Regions from separate parts of the Mus musculus genome. Here region 1 is linked to region 2. The links are chromatin contacts, called in public HiChIP or PLAC-seq maps. All regions are on one chromosome and are shown on one strand. Each heading gives the region's core, a stretch centred on a gene start, on an enhancer-like site or on the middle of the called end of the contact. The rest is flanking DNA. Distances are from core to core; before and after follow the strand shown.

Evidence for each region. HiChIP or PLAC-seq counts read pairs in DNA pulled down with a chosen protein or histone mark.
Region 1: an H3K27ac HiChIP or PLAC-seq map of neural progenitor cells shows a contact between it and region 2, with 5 times the contacts expected there. The contact joins the enhancer-like site here to the promoter of Slc6a11 in region 2. A contact is called at or near these places in 10 of 39 promoter capture datasets (cranial neural crest, embryonic stem cells, frontonasal cranial neural crest and 4 more), 3 of 484 Hi-C or Micro-C datasets (all in embryonic stem cells), 3 of 115 datasets of contacts at active chromatin or transcription factors (extraembryonic endoderm stem cells, forebrain and neural progenitor cells) and 1 of 9 other capture datasets (pancreatic islet).

What each region holds. Positions count from the first base shown.
Region 1 is chr6:114,214,739-114,221,094 of GRCm38.p6, forward strand. The region is part of intron 6 of Slc6a11 (solute carrier family 6 (neurotransmitter transporter, GABA), member 11); the gene reads left to right. Among named protein-coding and RNA genes, the nearest start is that of Gm52916, 53 kb to the left of the region's middle. Within about 2 kb of position 2,488, at least 24 of the 459 cell types and tissues checked have an H3K27ac peak or open chromatin away from gene starts, as enhancers often do. A contact at or near this core is called in forebrain, hippocampal neurons, neural progenitor cells and 1 more, where this site is marked.
Region 2 is chr6:114,129,386-114,135,363 of GRCm38.p6, forward strand. Slc6a11 (solute carrier family 6 (neurotransmitter transporter, GABA), member 11) reads left to right here and starts at 1,856. Exons shown (of 14, transcript NM_172890.3): 1 at 1,856-2,132; 2 at 5,214-5,348; 3 at 5,465-5,605. The coding sequence starts at 1,892.

The DNA of each region.
Region 1 (6,356 bases), core at 1,238-3,737, 86 kb after region 2:
TCTTGGGGTTCTGACTACTTCTGAATGCACATATCTGGCAGCTATATAGATAATGGTCAGAAAATATGACCGAGAAAGAGTCTCTGCAATAGTTCTGGCTTCTCAGCTGCAGAAAAAGCTCAGACGTCTGCCCAGACTTAAGTGCAGTTCAGAGCGCTGTAAGCACCTACGTTCTCCTTATCCCCAGCCACAGGGGACTCATTCCAGGATAGACTCTCAGCCAGGGAGGAAACTCATTGACTCCTGTGACTATTGGGAGTCCCCAGACAACATGCCTCTCTAGGAGGCTCCTTGGGGACTTGAGTGTGTTCCCACACAGCATCAGGCATCTGATCATCACAGAATTGAGTAATCTCTTCCTGCAGCCTCCCTGTGAGTCCCACAGGCACATTCCTGCTTGGAAACTTTGAATAACTTCCAACCAAATATGCATTGATAAATTGGTACCTGCGCCATGGACTCTGGAGGGGTGAGGGTTGGGGGTCAGGAATGCCCCTCATCCCTCACTTAGACATTTGTCTGGAAGTGCCCCTCCTAGGCAACTTCAGTCCCACCCTAGCTTTCTCAGCCTAGGATTTTGTTTGCATCTTTGCCATCTTGTTCCCTTCTAGCCTCCCGGGCCAATGCATGCACCAGTGACCTACTAAACATGTATATTTCTGTGAGTATACTATGGGCTTCTGCATGGGACTTCTGCAACGGGCTCAACTCATCCTGAAATCTAGCTATTTCTTCCTTGCCTGAAATGTCAGAGATGGACAGTCATCTCCCAGGTTTTACTCAATGGCCAACTCTGGCTGGTGGCAGGCCCTTTTCACCATAGCAGGACTGAGGACTGAAGAATGATTGATTAGTAATGCCTGACCTGGGCAGCAGTGAGAATGGGGTAGGCGTGTCACATAGTGGACATCGCCATTGTTGTCTGGTTTCTGCATTTTATATAATAGGAAACCAAAGCTAAGAGGAAAAGAAGGGGCTTTAGGGGGATGCTCGTGAACTTCAGGGACTATCTGCCAAGGAACTCGGGTCCCCTTCCCTTTCAGTCCAACAGGTTCCTCACCTGGCCTGATACTTAGGATTCTGCGTGGACCTTGCAGGTTAAGTTCCTGTGTGCTGAGTCTCGAGCAGATGCGGTCTCTGTTCTTGAGATTTTGCCAGGCATGGCACAAAGGGCTGGGCGCTCTCATGGAACCCCGTCTTTGCTAAGGCAGACAGATGATGCTCAGGGAACTTAATGGTGCTGGAAGATCTCTGTTCTGTGTGGAGGCAGACATAGTAAAGTGAGCAGTCTTTTACCCGACAGTTATATTCTCTCTCCTCCAACCCTAAGTTTACTTTTCTGTAAACTGGACCCCACACTGCCATGGCCCTCAGGGGACACAAAGCATCCCTGACTTTGAATCATTTCCACAGTTATTAGAGGAAAGAACGTGGCCATAGTGGGAGGGGCTGAGGCTTCATCCCAGGGCCAGCTTGGCTGACACAAGAGAGTATGCCAGCTTAGGGCTGGACTTGGGAGCTAGAGTTTGGCTTGGTCCAGGGCACACTGGCCTGGTGCTGTCTGTGGGTGAGGGCTACTGCTGCCAGACCAGACCCCTGCCAAAGCAAGGCTGGACCTCTCATCCAGGTCACTTTGAATGAGATGGGCCATCAGCTTGGTGTTCACAATGGTAAGGGGCACCTGTAGCTCTTAGTGGGAGTCAATGAGGCTTATGAGTGTCTGCCAAGTCCTGCATGTGGAATGTGCCATCTACAACACCAGGGATGATCTCCTGAAGAAGTCCCAATGGGGAAGATCTTGGTTTAACTGGATCTCTGAGCCCATGAACAGACCTTGGGGGAGGTCCAAGCTGAGAAGGGGGTCCTAGTTCTGAACCTCCTCTGCTGAGCCCTTTCAAAATGGGGCTCAGTGCCTCATGTGATAAAACTGGGGCAGGTATGCATAGCCCCCAGGATTTTATTACATAAGACACCAAAGGTCACTGCTACATACTTGATACCACCAACCACCCACCCACTTCCTCTGTTTTCTGTGTCTCAGACGGAACCGCTCAGCATCCCGGGCAAAGGTCCAGCCACAGTGACCCCTGCTCACCACTGCACACACACGGGCCACCAGGATCAGCCTACACACCCAAACCATACACACACAGAGCCAGCCAGCGCCTGAGTACTCACAGCTCAGCCCTCCATCCCACTGACACTTTACTGGCAGGTCCAGGGGTGGCCAAAGCCAGCTGCCCAGGGAAGGGCTTGGCACCCACTCGAGAAGCAACAGAACATGTTTGCAGTGGGGCTTTCAAGCCAACATCCCCTGCCCCTTCCCACCACTACCATCCTGCCGGCCCAGCACATTAGCATTTAAATATATCCAAAGTCAGCTCCCCCAAACCCTCTTTCCCCCATAAAGCCACCGGGGAGGAGCATTTGAATCCTTCTCCTGGACTCCAGGCCCCTCATAATGGCCATACTGTATTCACTTGCTTCTGTATGTGGCATTAGCCGGGAGAAGGAGCGAGGGTGCCTAGCAACCCGGAGGAGGCTGAGAAAGAGGTGGGAAGGAAGCGGTTCTCATGTAATTATTCACTTCCACAAAAGCCGTTGTCAGGTACACACTGGAAACACAGCTGTTTCATTCTTCTTCTAACCTACTTTTAATCCTTTCAGAGGCCTTCCCAATAGAAAAGGTGGAAAGAAAGCCCTTGATTCAGCCCTTTCCTGCCAGGCTATATAGTTATGGTTTGGCTTCAGTTGAGGGCTCCACTTTAAAAAGTTGTGTGTATCTGTGTATCTGTATATGTGTCTGTCTGTCTGTCTGTCTGTCTGTCTGTCTGTCTGTCTGGAAATAAAATGTTCAAGAAAAGGCTGTGGGTCACCAAGCTCTGTCCTGGCCCCTGGCTCTGTAAGTCAAAGGCTGCTTGCACTGTTGGGTCTGGCAGTTTTTACTGGGCATCAGGGAGGCAGGGAGCCTAGGAAAAGAGAGACACTGGCTCTTCCCACCCATCACTGGTTCCTGCACTCATGGCCAGAGGAGCCAGGTGTATCTGTGCAGTGTTGATGTGTCTCAGAAACCGGAGATTGAGGTTGGATATTGGATATTGGAAAAGACCTGAGAGCTTGTTTCCTTGGCATAGTGGAAGAGCATCAATGTAAGGGGCAGGCGCCCAGTGCCCACTGCACCCTTTCATTTCATCTACTGCTGTTCATGAATGATGAACCCAAGGCCCAGAGAGATGAAGGAAATTACTTGGGGTCATACGGAAGGAGTGAGACCCCAACCTACCTCTGTCCACACACGCCTTTTGTTCTGTTCACAAATCCCTCTGAGGAGCAGAGTAAGGCATCTGACAGGAACTCCCCACCAACTTTTTTTTGCTGTTCATTTGTTTGTTTGTTTGGTTGGTTTATTGTTTGGTTGGTTTTGGGTTGTTTTGTTGTTATTGGGTTTTTTGTGGGGAGGGTTGGTTGGTTTTGTTGTTGTTTTGTTTTTTACTTATTTACTTTATATCCCATTCACTGTCCCCCTCCCAGGCACCTCTTCCACTATCCTTCCCCTATCACCCCTTCCCTTCTCCACTAGTGTGTGGAGACACCCTGGGTATCTCCCACCCTGGCACTTCAAATCTCTGTGAGGCTGGGTGTTTCCTCTCCCACTGAGGCCAGACAAGGCAGCCCAGCTAGAAGAACATACCCCACATACAGGCAACAGCTTTTGGGATAGGCCCCACTCCAGTGGCTCTGATACCACTGGTGGGAGCCACTGTGGTAACCAGGGTTACTGTCAGCACACACCTGTTCTTACCAATGGCTTCATAAGCCCACTGTGGGACACAGCCATTGGTGCTGACCAACAGTGGACTCTTTGCAGACCTGGAGGCACATTCTGGCTGGGATTTCTCTGTGGTGATTCATCCTACCTCGGATGCTTTCAAAGAGCATACCTCTTCCACTCACTCTTGGCTGCCTCACCTGCCCTTCGCTGCCAAATAAATGTTGTATCTTTGTCTCTACTGGGGGAAGCCTTGTGAATTGTGTACCTACTGAGTTCCTTATTCTCAGAGATCAGCCAGTGTATCCATATTACAGGGGAGGAGATAAAACAAGAGTCCTCACTTCAACCCATCTCTCTCTGCTCTGGGTGTTAGGACAGGGGCTGTCTTGTAGAAGAATGAGGGTCACTAGTCCCATTGGCTCATCTAACACTGTGAGTAGGCTGCTGAGACCCCTGTGGGCGCCACTCCAGGCTCTCCAGGCATGAACCCTGATTCTATCCTTTGTGTGAGACAAACAGAAAGAAGTAGTCCCTACCTGCTCACAATGTCCTGTCCCACCCCCCAAATACCCTGGGTCAATCACCTATATCTTAGCAGTACTGAAAAGACACACAGCTTTTGTCTCTACATGTGGATAAAATTAGACGTTCTCCAAGTAAGCTTGGGGTCAGTGCTTATGGGGAAAGGGTGAGCCAAGGGCCACATCTCTAAACTTGGTATGGATGCCAGCTCCAGAGTGGGTACAAGACTCAGTGCAACCGTGTGAACTGTAGCATGCGATCCCTGCTGACTGGGTCACCCATTGTGGCAGCATAGCCTCTACGTATTGAGAAGGAATTTGTCCTCAGGCCTAAAGCTGTTCTTGTTGAATCCTGAAGATCCCACTGGGCAGGCAGGTAGCACCCTGACCCATGTGCTGGGGCTCCTTGGAACCAGCTGTCCTGAAAGCTGTGAAGGGGCTTTTCCTGTTCCCACACAAATCTGCCCTAAAATCTCTGAATGCGGGCCGTCCTCGCAGCGAGGCCAGCACGCCCCCCATTCATCCTGCAGAACATGGGGAGGATCCGCTCCTCCACTGACCTGGCTTCCTTAGAATTTGTTTAGAGAGACTGTTTTCCCTTCACGTTGTGTAGGGGGCGGAGATAGGAAGCCATTTCTCATAGGAACCTCCACCTCTGCAGCTCCTGGGAGATGTAAGCAGAGAAGCTGGGGTGTATGGTTCCCATTTGCCAAGGTAAAGTTATTTGTTTTGTGGGACTCAGGGATGCCAGATGGCATGCTGAAGACCAGGAAACCCTACTTTCTCTGAAATGTAGACCCAGGAAGCACAGACTCAGACCTGAATCTCCTTTGAGGGCTGTATAACCTCCAATGGGTCCATTTCCTCTTCAGTGAAAGCAAAGATGCCAGAATGACCGAGCAAGGACATCATACAAGTCCTGAAGTTTAAACATGGCAGTCGCAAGAACATGGTCCACTTCAGCCAATATTAAGTCAAGTCTTTCCCGAGGGGCCCATCAACTTCATGGAGGGGTCAGAAGTTTTCATTTCCCCTGTTTTCCTCCTCTCCTCTCTTTGTCAAATCCTTCCATGGCCACCATAATTTTATTCATTCATTCATTTATTCAGTCATTCATTCTGTATATAGAAAATTTCAAGTAGTAAAAGAAATATGGGCATGAAGTCCTGCCTTAGAGATAACGTGATGTGAGGCTCTAGCCATTTAAACCCTCTTCATGGGAAAAGTTCCCAGACTTCCTTGCCTTTATTTTGGGATCCTGTGGCCTGGCTCCAGTCAAGGTGTGTAGACAGAAGTGACAGGAACCAGTCCCTGCAGGCTCCAGAAAACTTCCCGTAGAAGCTTCTGGGTCTTTGTCCCTTTTTCCCATTGACTGTGTAGGAAGCAGTTACTGAGGTAGCAGGGAAGGTTTGGGTCACCATGTAATGGATGACATAGGGCCCATGCACAGGCACTATGGAGGTGATAAGTAGGCTGGAATCTAGCTGAACCCCAGCTATCAAGGCTCATAAGTGGCCAGCAGTCCTCACTATGGCAGCAGTAGCAGCTCATTGATAAACTCATTAGCTTCAGTCTATACCAAGAGGCCAGGCTGCTAGCCAGACACTAAGGCACCTTCTTAGTGACAAGTATATCTGCTATACCCAGTTATTGAGGGAGGAACCTTCCAGACTTCCCGTGAAGACATGTCATGGCTCTTCGTGGAATATTCTTAAGAAACCTGGCCTGGAATGTTCTCGGACTCTGTGATGTCCAGGTGCATGTGACTTTATTAGAGAGGTTGACATCAGGACTATGGAGATGGCTCTGCAGTTAAGAGCACTGGCTGTTCTTACAGACAACGTGGATTTGTTTCCAGCACTCATACCAAGCCATTCATATCCTTCTGTAACTAGTTTCAAGGGGTCCAGCACCCTCTTCTGACCTCCATGACCACTGCATGCATGTGATGTACACACAGACAAGGAGGTACACACACATACACTATTCTAGACACTCTTGATAGTCATTGAAGAGGGAATCCTAGAACTACAAAGACTGGAAAATACACCCTGGGCCATCAC
Region 2 (5,978 bases), core at 606-3,105:
CAGATCAGAACAAGCAATCAGGACTGTGGGGGACAGGAGGTGGTGGCATAAAAATCACAAGAGTGGGAACTGCAGGGAGAGGGGAAGGTACACGAATCCACAGAGGGCTCAGGCAGGCTGTGGGTAGAGAAGCCCAAGAACCAGGATTTGCTGCCTAGTCCTCCAAGACTAATTCAACACTCCACTTACTTCTTTAAGAAATGTGAGCTTGGAAGAAGGGCATCTAGGTTGTGTCTAAGGGTCACAGGGCAGGGACCCAGGAGCCCTGGGACCAGAGGGACCCAGGCAACCCAAGGAGTCTGCTCCAGGGCTATGTAAGAAGCATGGACCTGCCCACACCCACCGTGACATCAGCCTCTCCTTCCTCCATCTGTCGGTCAGTCAGCTTTTCAGTGCGGCAGCACATAGCTCCGAGAAGCAGTGTACAGTGTGGATCTGGCACTGCCTCCTAGAGGCCCTGAGTTTGGACTCAGGCAGAAGTGTGTCATGGGACAGTGAAGGCTTACCTCAGGATGGCAGAAGAGACCAACCTGAGGATGGTGGGCTCCCATATTCCTGGCCAACCCATGCCCGCAATAACCTGAAGACCCTCCTTTAAGGCTCTGCCTCTTAAAGTTTCCTCCACCAGGGGCACCACAGGTAGGGCCAGCTGTCAACTCACAAGTGTCATCCGACCCAAAACAACTCCTTCTCTACCTATACCCCTGACTCTATCTCTATCCATACCCTTGACTTCAGCTCGGTCCTGGGCATGAAATCCAAGGCTCGACACATCATCAGCAAGGACTTTTTACTTAGCTATATCCTTGACCTTATTATCTACAAATACTTTCTAAGTACATGTTATATAGCATATTTCGCCAAGTTCTCTGCCATTATTGTAGGACATTGTATGCTGTTTGTACAACCGAGAGGAGGGACGTATTGAGCCAGACGTGGACATGCATGTCTGCATACTGCATGGTGCATGGTCATTGACTGTCTCTACTGTAGGAAGACTGTTTATCAGCATCTTGTCATTTATCCTTTCACCCAAACAAAACAATAAGCAAGCAGTACAAACCTAAGAAGGTGATATTGGAAGCATCTTTTGCAGAACAGCAAACTGAGAAACTGCAGTCTCAGGAGCCTGGCCAAAGTCACACAGCTCACGTAGGTGAAGCAGGATACTCAGCTTAGACTTGCCTGCTCCTGCCGCTGGATGTCCGTACTCAATGCCACACTGTTGAGACTCATATGTGTGTAGAGTGGGGCCACGAGGGGGAGGGGGGAATGAGACCTCCAGGGTAGAGGGTACTGGGCATGGGGTTGGGGCTACAGCTCAGCTACCATCACCAGGGAGCTTCAAAAGGACTTTGCATCTCATGCCCCGGCCGTATTCTCACCAGGCCCCTGCAACTGAACCCTACACACACAACTGTTCGCCCTTCAAAAGTTAGAGCTGCCCATCTACCTCTGAGTAGAGATGGGAAAACTGAGGCCCAAGCTTTGAAAGGTCACAGAGAGGGGATAGAAGTTCAGGTGCAGCACTCATAGCCCACTTGGGCCTGGATAACAACTCTGCTGTTACCTGCACTCAGAAGCCAGCGAGTCAGGCTGCAGGGCAAACCCTGTGCCCTGAGTTAGCCAGGTGGGCGCAAGGTCAAGGTATTAAGGGAGGCGCTGGGCGCACAAGGTCAAGTCACTGGACTTGCAGCGCCCCTACCATCCCGGGATTCAAGCGGGCAGGAGGTGGCCTGGGCATCGTGTCCCCGTCCCGTGCGGTCCGACCCGGGCGGCTCCCTCGGCTCCACCCCCGGCTCCCCCGCCCGCCGCTCGAGCCTCTCAAAAGCCCGGGCGCCCGGGGCGGCGGCGCAGAGCCGGGGCCGGCGCACGAGGCGGCAGGGCGGCCATGACTGCGGAGCAAGCGCTGCCCCTGGGCAACGGGAAAGCGGCCGAGGAGGCGCGGGGGTCCGAGACGCTGGGCGGCGGCGGCGGGGGCGCGGCGGGGACGCGCGAGGCGCGCGACAAGGCTGTCCACGAGCGCGGCCACTGGAACAACAAGGTGGAGTTCGTGTTGAGCGTAGCTGGAGAGATCATCGGACTGGGCAACGTGTGGCGCTTTCCCTACCTGTGCTACAAAAACGGCGGAGGTGAGCGCGGCGGGGATGGCGGGGACGCGGGGCGACACCTGGGGTGGGGTGACACCTCTCGTGCATGGCCCCGATCCCCCCTCCCAGTCCCCAGGAGCTGTGGGACTGCACGGGGCCCACCTGTTTCTCTGCGCCTGCGTGCACAGAGCCCGCTTCGCACCTGAGCGCACCACCATCTGCCACCTGCCACCGGGCCCAGAGCAGCGTCTGTCACCTGCGTGAGGGACAGACCTGGCCCAGGAGCTCTGCTTTCAGGCCACTCTCACTGGTATTTTAGGCAGAAACCTGTTATTTAGCCTCGGATGTTCCCTGTCCTCACAGGAAGAGACTGATCTGAGCAATCTTTTAGAGAGGTCGCCGAAGTGCCAGGAATAGGGGCCCAGCGTTAGCCATGTCTTGTAAATTTTTAAATCGTCTCACAGTCAGTCACCTTGGAAGGGAATGCTGTTATGGATCTCAACGACGATGGTACTAAGCATCTAAGAAACTCTCTGTTTTACTACTGCTGAGAGTGAGATTCAGACTCTAAAAGCTTTCTGTGCAGGATCAGGCTGACCCCCGGGGGAGAACTTTTGGACGGCCATTTGCCACTTGCTCCCCTCTGTAGTAGGCCCTTTCTAGGGAAAGTATTTTAGGCCTCTCTGGAGGAAAAACTGGCACCAAGCAGTTTCTTTTACTGGGCTCAGACTCACCCACAACAACTGCAACCACGCTGATGTGTGTGAGACGGGGAAGACCAGCATCCCTTCCAACGACAGCATCACAGAGTGCCATTAGGAAGAAATGAAGCTGTGGTCCCCATCTCAGAGTGGTACCCAACACCCCCACATCCCCCTCAAACTTCCACACCCTTCCTATCACAGTAGGATGGCAGAGTGGCGAGGGGTCCCATTAAAGCCTGTGGTGGCACAGTTCCTCTCAGAAAAGACCTGTGTTGGCGTTTTTTCTCCTCCCTGTCCTACCCCTAATCTTCAAGAAAAAAATCTCAAACCCTAAAAAGGTGATAGAGAAGTTGGTTGGCAGGGACAGTGCAGGGCTTCCTGTACAAACAGCTAAGGGGCCTGCGAACCACACTGCCTGGCTCAGGCCCTTTCTTTGGGGACATTCACCCTGAAGGCACAGGCTGCTCCAGGCCTGTCCTGCACTGGTAATGAAGTGGCCAGTGGTGTCCGTGGCTTGGCAAGGGGAGACAGCTGGCTGCAGACTTGAAGACCCAAAATGCACCCTGTGCCCTCAGGCAGGCCCTGCCTCACTGTGCAGACGGAGCCTTCAGAAGCTACCATGTGTGCTTAGGAAAAGCTGTACCTTTAGGATAGTTTGGGGCAGAAACTATTTTAACATCTTTATTCATCTGGGAAATGTTAGGCCTAAATAAGACGCATTTGGCAAAAGTAGAAAATGGAGATAAATTGGGTAAATCAGAAGCCTTGTTACAAATTGTTTTTAAGGTTGTAGTGTGTAAAGTTGAAACGTGACTCATTGTTGGTTGTTTGCTCTTTGATTTGCCAAAAGCCTCCATCGATGCAGACACCCCCGGCATGGTCAAGTTAGTTATTTTAAGAATTACAGTACTAGCTTTGTGGGTACACCGGCCAGCTGGCATTCCCACCAGCGTCATCTGTTGGATTCTCGGAGGCTCAAAGGTGAATTACAAGCTCTTAAGGGAACCACTTCAGCTTTTTAATCAAATAGATTTGGAGTCAGGCCTCAGACGCCTTTTACTCTGTCATATAAGTTTCTGCCTTCAATCTAGCTGGGCTGTGGGTTCCTCTAAAAATAACATGTCCGCAGGCTGGACTGGAAGATTCTCACAATAATTGAAAGTACCAGGGTACAATCTTAAATTAGTTCCCTGCTCAGAAAAAGATTTAAGACCCTTTCAAAGCCTAGTAGCTAAGTCCACACTATCTGGATTCATCAAGGTTTGTTGCTGTTAATCCTGTGGGCAAAGAGGCTTCATTTAGCAAAAGCAATTTCAGGTAAAGCCTGCATTCGTAACATCAGATGGAGAATGCTGGGTTCTCATGCTTTGTTATTAGATGAGAGAAAGAAAGTGAGGGATTTGGAGGTGGGGGGCTTCCCCATCTGTGGCTAGGGGCAGGGCCAACTTCATTTCATTTATTTTGTAGAAAGGCCCGGGGCCGTGGGTATTGTGTTTACGGCAGTCCTTACCCAGGCTGAGGCTAAGTCAGCTTTGAAGGGGGGTTCTTGCTACAAATTTCTTAGGGCCCAGATCCATACCTGGGTCATATGTGCAGAGACATTTAACCCTTTGAAGCCTGGTGCTTCTCATTAAATGATTCTCTGAAAAAAAATTTTTTTTCCTTCACTCGCCCCCTTGAGATTAGTTTGCGACTGAGAAGGGAATTAGTCTGAGCTGGAAGGTGGGTTGGGGGCTGCTGAGGTGGCTCAGCTGGTACAGTGCTTTCTCTTCAGGCGTGAAGGTTGGATTTGAACCCTCAGCAGCCACATAAAAAGCCATGTGTGGTAGTACACACCTGCCATTTTAGCACCAGGGAGGTGGAGACATGAGGGCACCTGGAGCTCACTGGTTAGCCAGTCTTAATGAATCAGTGAAGCCCTGGTTCATTGTGAGAGCCTGTACCAAACATGAGGTCAAGGTTATAGAGGAAGATATTGACCTCTGGTCTCTATATACATGTGCATACATGTGTACACACTCACAGAAAGTAAATCTATCACTCTTTCTCTTGCACACGGCACACACACACACACACACACACACACACACACACCAAATTAATCAACAATATACTTTTTTCCAAATATTCTTATTTTAGTCACACAGCCATCAAGATCAATGGCATTGCTTATTAAAACTCATTTTATAGCTGGAGAAGTTGAGGCCCAGAGATAGGAGGGCCAATTGCTTAAGGTAAAAGGTGGCAGAGGGCACAAAACCCCCTCCCTTGTTTTCTGGCTCTGGCCTTTCCAGCCAAATTGGAATTCCAGCTGAAAGAGGGCCGTGTGCTGCCCTGGGGTAGATGCCCACGGAGTAGGACTGGTGCTGGTGGAGAAGAGCGGGGGCAGTTTCCATACCACCCCTCTGCACTCTCACAGGGGCATTCCTGATTCCTTACGTGGTGTTTTTCATCTGCTGCGGAATCCCCGTCTTCTTCCTGGAAACGGCTCTGGGGCAGTTCACGAGCGAGGGTGGCATCACGTGCTGGAGGAGGGTCTGCCCTTTATTTGAAGGTAAGCGTTGATTTCATGGGCAAAGCAGCACCTCATTGGTGCCAAGTTGCCAGGAGCTGCCAAGGCTGTTTCAAAGGACAGAGGCCCCAGCCACTCTTTTTCGTTGCTCCTCACAGGCATTGGCTATGCAACACAGGTGATCGAGGCACACCTCAATGTCTACTACATCATCATCCTGGCGTGGGCCATCTTCTACCTAAGCAATTGCTTCACCACCGAGCTCCCCTGGGCCACCTGTGGGCACGAGTGGAACACAGGTATGGTCTCCAGGCTGAGCCTCTCCTGGTCCTGTTGGGGGGATCTGGGGTTGGTGATGCACCCTGAGTTCAGTTTCCAGGGTGTGGCTTCTGGAACAATGGTCACCTGACCAGAGTATATTCAGCAGTTAGAGATAAGGCTGAGCCCTGGGGACAGTGTTCTGGTATGACCAAATGCTGGACTGCAATTTGAGGATCAGGGGTCCTCTAGTCCTGCCTCTCTGAGTGGTTCATCTTCCGTAATGAGATGGAGGTATGAGATTAAATTAAGGGCAGTTGAGATTATTGTGTTTATAGTAATGAGCACAAACTCGAAAATGCACTTGGTTGCCAGAATTTGAAAGTCAGAAGACATTGTGTGGAAATCCCAATT